Linked DNA regions of Zea mays: region 2 is linked to region 1. A link is a contact called in public Hi-C data. All regions are on one chromosome and are shown on one strand. Each heading gives the region's core, a stretch centred on a gene start, on an enhancer-like site or on the middle of the called end of the contact. The rest is flanking DNA. Distances are from core to core; before and after follow the strand shown.

Evidence for each region. A called contact is a pair of places that touch in the nucleus more often than the background predicts.
Region 2: a contact with region 1 is called in a Hi-C map of tassel, with 4 times the contacts expected there. The contact joins two enhancer-like sites. A contact is called at or near these places in 2 of 25 Hi-C or Micro-C datasets (ear and tassel).

The regions. Positions count from the first base shown.
Region 1 is chr4:211,133,744-211,137,403 of Zm-B73-REFERENCE-NAM-5.0, forward strand. LOC100274308 (putative RING zinc finger domain superfamily protein) reads left to right here. Exons shown (of 15, transcript NM_001148671.2): 13 at 1-20; 14 at 96-159; 15 at 1,341-1,614. The coding sequence ends at 1,472. Among protein-coding and RNA genes, the nearest start is that of LOC100274308, 7.7 kb to the left of the region's middle. Within about 2 kb of position 1,953, at least 14 of the 20 cell types and tissues checked have an H3K27ac peak or open chromatin away from gene starts, as enhancers often do. A contact at or near this core is called in ear and tassel, where this site is marked.
Region 2 is chr4:211,321,407-211,325,066 of Zm-B73-REFERENCE-NAM-5.0, forward strand. No RefSeq gene overlaps it. Among protein-coding and RNA genes, the nearest start is that of LOC100382180, 73 kb to the left of the region's middle. Within about 2 kb of position 2,020, at least 14 of the 20 cell types and tissues checked have an H3K27ac peak or open chromatin away from gene starts, as enhancers often do. A contact at or near this core is called in ear and tassel, where this site is marked.

The sequences.
Region 1 (3,660 bases), core at 703-3,202:
TCCAGGACATATATCTGCAAGTAATAGCTTTTTCTGAGTTCAGAAGATTTAAATTATGTTATATTAACTCACTTTATGAATTCAAACGAATGCAGCCATTGCTACAGCAAGTTTGTTGATTTCCTGCTCTACTGGTTCCGTGTATCATTGCCCCAAAATGTATGTATACTGAGCATGCTTATGTTAATTACCTCGGTAGTCTAACATTGCACTATGTTGCAACAAGATGCTTATCTGTTAGTTGATTTGTTACTAGACCTGCTCATATTCTGGGGTTGGGCCTTAAAAGGTGCGCCACTGAAATGGCAAAGCCAAATTCCTCCTGACATGGGCTGAGCTCAAATTCTGACCTGAAGCTCAAAATAGTACAGCATGTTCTTATTTTTGTAGAAAAATATTATGTTTAAATGAAATATATGCACAAACGGAAATGAAAACATTATCTTTTTTTTCCTGTCAGAAACCTATGACTAGGTCTGACAGACATACCTAATTTCTGCAAATGGCTTACTATATATTACACCCACAAACTAAAACATACCTTCAATCAAACTCAAAAAGTCAACGCAAGGTCCCATGACGTTGATTGCACAACTGGTAGTTTGTTGGCATTAGTGTAGGCTTCCTGCATTCCAAGTTCAGTGTAAGTTTGCCCTCCCTAAGAGCTTTGGATACTGTTACACACTTCGGAGACAACTTTTAAATGCATATACCAAGAAAAAACAAGAGTTCTTGCCTACCAAATTACATGAAAAAAATTACAATTGGCCCAAAAAAAAAAAAGAAACAGCGATTGTTTATGGGATATTACTCGATATATTTAGTCGAGCAACAAATTTCAGAAACATAACTGGGTTTCAAAACTAGTTTTGTCACATTCCTGTGCTCCTAGAGTGTTTTTTTTGGGTGAAATTTTGTGTCTAAATGCTTGTGCTGTCAAACTCAACATGGTTGATACGAGTTAAGAGTTTGGTTTAACTTTACAGTTGTACGCATGGATCGATGTATGAGTTCCTTTCATGGCAAAATCCTTCATTGACTATTCGAGCTGGCCAAGAAAAAGTCCAGTGCTGACTGCCTAACTATTTGTTGCTTTCGAATACCATGATGATTTCAATAACGAATGTTTCTTACAAGAGATGCCGAGGACTTTGTGCTTGTTATTTATAAGTAGGTTCCAGTATCCTCCACTGATAGGAAGAAAAAAAACAAAAACAAAGTTAGCTTTCATTCTAAGCCGAATCTTATTATCTTCAGCACATAACAGACACATTTGTTTGTTAGGTTCCACTGGTATGCTAATGGCAATTCGTGATGTTTGTTTTTATTTTTGGTTCCAGCTTCTTCCACGTGATGCTGCGGAGAGGGAGAGCTGCTGGTACGGTTTCATGTGCCGCACCCAGCACCATCGGCCTGACCACGCCAAGAAGCTGAACCACGTGTGTCGCCCGACAAGAGGCAACCAGCCCTAGTGAGACTTGACTGTTTCTGTCACCATTGTCATCACCATCCATTGTATGTGTGTGTCATCAAAATGGTCAGGAAGTGTGGCGCGTCCATGTTTGGAACCCTTTTTGGTTTGATCCTGGCTGGACCTGACAAGGAAATTATATTGCTGCTGGTGCCGGAACCGCCGCTCTGTCGGCAGGTCCGGGGGGGGGGGGGGGGGGGGGGGGATGGTTGAATTGAATGAAAATACCCCAGGCTAGTTTCACACGCGGACGGCGTTTCTGGCGCCCATGATGATGCAGAAAATGCTGATGGGCCGATTCCTCCTGACGGCGATTGCATTCTGCTGCAGGAGTTCCAACAAAGAAAGAAAACAATAGGGGGGGGGGGGGGGGTGCCCCAGCCTTTTGTTGCCTCTTTCGTGCTGCAGTTGCTCTGAGGAAAGCAGACGGCGCAGCTATACACGAAATTCACAAGCTTTTTCGTGGCCGTAGCAGGAGGCGCTCCCCGGAAAACCTGCCTGCAGCACGGAAGTGGGTGTGGGACTGTGGGTGCTTGCTCGCTGCAGCACCCATTGCATTGCTACTCGCCATCACACATCAGTCCTGCATGCTGCTGCCAGTCCTTTTTCTTTCGTTTCATACGTACTCCGTTATTATTGGAGCGAGCTTCCAAAGCTTTCGATCTACGCTGCCGGTGGATTAGGGCTAAAATATCGCCCGCAATGATTAACACACACAAAAAAAATAACGATAATATCGTCTGCCAACAATTAGATAGATAATGACGTTTCCCGTCTCGTTAATTCTGGCTCCATGGTAGTGCCCTCTCCTTGTCCATCTTTTTATTTATTTGTTGATTCGTTGTCCTTGACGTAGCATGCGTACGGATTCCTATACCTAATTGCGACATCACGCACTAGTGATCAAACCTCCACATGTCATAGCTATGCACTTGCACATATTATAATCTAAAACTCTCTCTCTCTCTCTCTCTCTCTCTCTCTCTCTCTCTCTCAAGTAAATAAAGCAGATATGGTCGCTCTTTAATTATAACAAAGTTCTTTGTGTCACTCGTTAAACCTGTTGTTAGCTACTATAGAGTGCGTTTTGGTTCGGGTTAAGCGTTGTCACGCGAGGGAGCATAGACTAGTACGAATGTGACAAAAGTCATGCCGCCAGTCGTCCACGATACTGGGTGTATATTATATATACATGCAAAGGAATTAAAGTCGGGGGGTGATCCGATGCATCGATGGAAATTGATTAAAGAAGAAAAGCACGCACACAACCATACCACCATTACTCGACTTGCCACTAACAATTCACACCACGCTTGGAAGCGCTTGCCGAGAGCCGGATAGCCCCCTCTCCTCTGTATCTTTTTTTTTGTAAAGAATAATGCAGCGAATCTTCTGACGTACCCTAGGTTTTGGCTATAACATTTCTTGATTTCAGCGTTCTAATTAATGATCCATAGAAACACCTACAGCTAGCTAACTATAGACACAGTCTGATGCAGACTAAATTGGTTTTGTTTTCATATTTTTTGTAACGGGCTGAAAACGAAAAACAACGGTCAAAATGTGGGGTCGAACCTGCCGATTCTTCGGAAACGATAAACTCTTAGTTGGAAAGATAAGTATTTTCAAGTTTCCACAAATACATAATAAAGTGGCATTTTGCCTAATTTTTAAGACATTAAAAATACACAAACAAATAAATAATACGCTTGATGTATCTCATATTAGCTAAATCGGTTTCGTACCGTTTCTAATGGGTTACCAAACAATTCAAAAAACGAACAGGAAAAACGGTATTCGAAACAGGACGGTACAGGATTTTCCTCGTCTCGTTTTCATCCCTACACGCCTATGTGTGAAACCATAACCTCTGTTTCCTCGCTGGAATCTAGATCTTGCCCCCTGGTGAGAGATCTTAGGGTGCTCCGGGTCGACAGGTCACCTGGGACGTCCCCAGACGACGTAGAGTCGTCTAAGAATTAAGAGACAGTCGAGGATGAGGTCTCTTGGATTGACAACCAGATCTTGCCCCGGGGAGGGGTAAGATCCTATGGTCGTCTTATTTAGGAAACAATTGATTTCATGAGTTGTTTTGTTCCCGAAGTAAGGACTCAGCTCGATGCAAGTCATCGGCTCTTGTGATCAGATAATATAAATATTTGATAGAATTTTGATGCACCGAGACCGTT
Region 2 (3,660 bases), core at 770-3,269, 190 kb after region 1:
TTAAGTGCCAGGTTTTTGTTTACAAAAATTATGTAAAACTCACAATTCAATACCTTAGCAACAACAAGAAGTCCACTTGCCCTTATCCGGCGGGAAAATTGCTTGCACGATACCAGGGCGCACAATAGCATTCGGGACTTCTGTACTTACATCTTCAGTACCAAATTAATTGATCCACATGAAATACATCACTTTCTTTGTCTTCATCTGATTCTGAAATCTTTGGACCCAAGAGAATTGAAATGCAATTATATCCGATATTTTTAGATGTTATTTTTAATATAACATGTCACACTGACAAGCGCCTGTGTAGGAATATAACAAACTAGCTTGCCCGTTTGTCCAGTGTCAATGCCTTGGGCACAATGTGGAAACTGAGAAAACAATGTAAAAAGGTTGCAGAATACATTTGCTCAATTGCCACATTCAGATAAAAATGTTTAAACAAGGGCTCATAGTTTCAGTACGTTCTGTTTGCCTGCGTATGCATATCTTATACATACGCAACTTTAATTTGGTTTATATAGATTACCACGTAATTAACAATCTCTGTTATGTCTGATTTTGCATGCTGCTTTCAGCGCAATAGACATAGTTAATTAATGTATGTCCCTCTTTCCATTTTTAGGCCTTGTTCGGTTATTTCAATTCCATGTGGATTGGTGTATATTGGAATGAATTAGGATGGATTTTAACTTGCAATGGATTTAAACCGACTCAATACCATCCAATTTATATAAATTAACAGCGAAACGAACAAGCCCTTAATTGACTATGCACCGACTCATCTTGATGTTAACCTGTTTAGTTACTAATTCCACACATATCGGTCCACTACACGTAAATAACACAGCTATTTTTTTTATAGTTCATCCTTTTTAAGAAAAAAATATAATTAGCATATTCCTTTATACTTTTTTAGCTATGCACCTTTTTAATTTATATATTTTCTATTCAAACTATCGATAATAATAAGTTAACCTCAAATGCATCTAATATACATAGAAAAACTATAAGTTTTAATTATGTTACATTTAAGATCATCAATCTGCAGCTTTGAATGATGTATCTGCGTATATATATATTTATGTGCATACATATTGTTGTATTCCTTTGTTACCAGTCCCCAAGATAAATATCACAAATCTGATTTGATTCTTTTTTAACTGCGTAGCTTCAGAACGTCATTATTTTGTGCTCATTAAGACCAATTTGTTGTTGCTTTGATGCATGTATATTTCCACTTACTTCTATATGTGTCCGTCTCAAATATACTGCTGCTCCTATATATCTATAATAGCGATTTTCTAACTGTGTAGATTTATCAATGAAAGACTCACGCGTGGCGCGAGCAGTTACTAGTACCGGTAAAAATGAAAATAGATAAGGATGGGCCTCCGTCTGTCCCACCTGGTATCCTGTGTTGGCACTAATACCTAGATATTGTTTGGTTCCTATATTTATAACGTAATAGATAACTGGTAATGCTAAATCATATTTTCTTAAGTACCATCGTAATCGGATATTACACTAGAAATACTGGCACATTATATTCAAATTTATTACCACTAGTACTCGAGTAGTGTGAATCATTATTATTGTTATTTACGTTACATTTTGTCAACCAAATAGCATCATAGATTATGACTTATAAAAAACTGTAACCTTTTTATATCGACTCGAATGGGGGAAAACCTAAAAATTATAGGTTCTGCATGATGCGATCCACGACTTTGCTGTTAGTTCATTCTTTAAAGTCCTCAAAATATAATGTGCAAAAAGAGCTCGGCCAAAGTACAAAACAATGCGGCGTATACATCATTTTTTTTCTTCAAATCCCATTGTGGAAGAATTCTAATTTCCTGTCCACGTCAGGTCGCTTTTCTCATGTGTCAGATCAGGTCAGGTGGCCAATCCTCTGTTGAGAAGAGAATTGCAATCAGCTAGTACATATGCATCCGCGTGGCGCGTAGCTCATTGTAGCATAATAGTACTCATTCATCGCGTAAAAGCGGCACGTCGCATAGTACGTAGTAGTTTGTATATGGACCCCGGCCAAGCATGTATCATGCCTCGTCGACAGCTAGCGTACGAGAAGCAGCTCCCTCTCGATCTCATAACAGGCATGCATATGGCTATATAGCTCATCCATGCCCATACCATACGCACACAAAAACAAAAACAAAAACAAAAACAAAAACAAAAAAAGAGCCCATCAAGATTCCTCTGCGTGTGCATGCAGAGTGGCTCTGTCAGTGAGAGCTCGGCTGCACTCAAGTATCAGCTCGCACGTGTGCCTGCCTGAACACGACTTGACGCGTGCCGCTATCCGTGTACCTATATGCAGCAAATGTGCAAGCAAAATCTTGAAATCTCGTGGAAATTGTAGTTTTCAACTTCAAAGTGACATGTGGATCAGTTTTCAGTAATGCCACACACACTAAGGTAGTGTTTGGTTACTAGGGACTAATTTTTAGTCCCTCCATTTTATTCCACTTTAGTATATAAATTGCAAAATATGGAAACTATAACTCTATTTTAGTTTTCATATTTGACAATTTAGTGACTAAAGTGGAATAAATTGGAGGGACTAAAAATTAGTCTCTAAAACCAAACACCCCCTAAGGCCTATGAATAATAATAATAAAGGACCGAAACAAACATAAAAGATAAATATAAGAAAATAAAAAAATCTTGGCACAAGACAATTTTACCTTGTGTCGGGGATACGATCCTCGGTCTCTAGAGTCCATCGGTCAGTGAGCATTGAGCCCGGTTTAGGCGTGGCAGAACTTGACAGAGGACGGGGCGTGCCGAAAGGAATCCACTCGAGGATCCCGCGTCTAGCCCAAGACCGACCCGTCATAAATGACTAGCTGCATTAAACGGTGTCTGGCGTCGAGCTACAGCAGAGGCGTTGGTCTGCCTCCCTCTTATGACCTACGGACTACAACACATTTATAACCTGCGCGCCCCTCAGCCTATGACGCGCTCATGACCTATCGGGACTAGGCCAGAGTGCACAGGTCGCTAGCAGGGCACAACACGACGAGCCGCGCTGAGCCCCATGCTACGAAGACCTGGGGTCGCCATAGCCCAAATGATGGCGCTTGGACCCACACTTCCTGCATCATCCGCCAGAAAGAATAAAAGACAGTCAGGCGACCCTGGGCCCACGAGCACATGTGGCTTTGCCTCGGGTAGAACACTTGGTTTTACCCTTGCCTGATGGCTCCTTGGGGAAGCCACCGCTAACCGACCCCTCTCTCAGGCTATAAAAGGGAGGGCTTGGCCCCTAGGTTAGGGGTTGATTCTTTTCTTTCAGATCCACCCACAAGGACGGACCTAGACGAGAACACGCTTAGAAGGACCGACGAACAGGAGGGGGACCCAGAGGCCGGAGCCCCGCCGCCAAGCCAAGATTTAGCTAGGACTCCACCGTGTAACGACCTCCACCATGAATAAGAGACTTAAGAGCCTCTCCTCCCTCTCTCGCCTGCTTGTAACCCCTACTATGAGCTTTGATCATCAATGGTGCAGGTAGCGCAAGCCATCGAGGACTGGAAGTAGAGACATCCTACACGAACCAGTATAAATCTCGTGCCTACTGCGCACACCGTCCGGAGCCCGAAACACGCATAATAAATTTACTTAATAAAG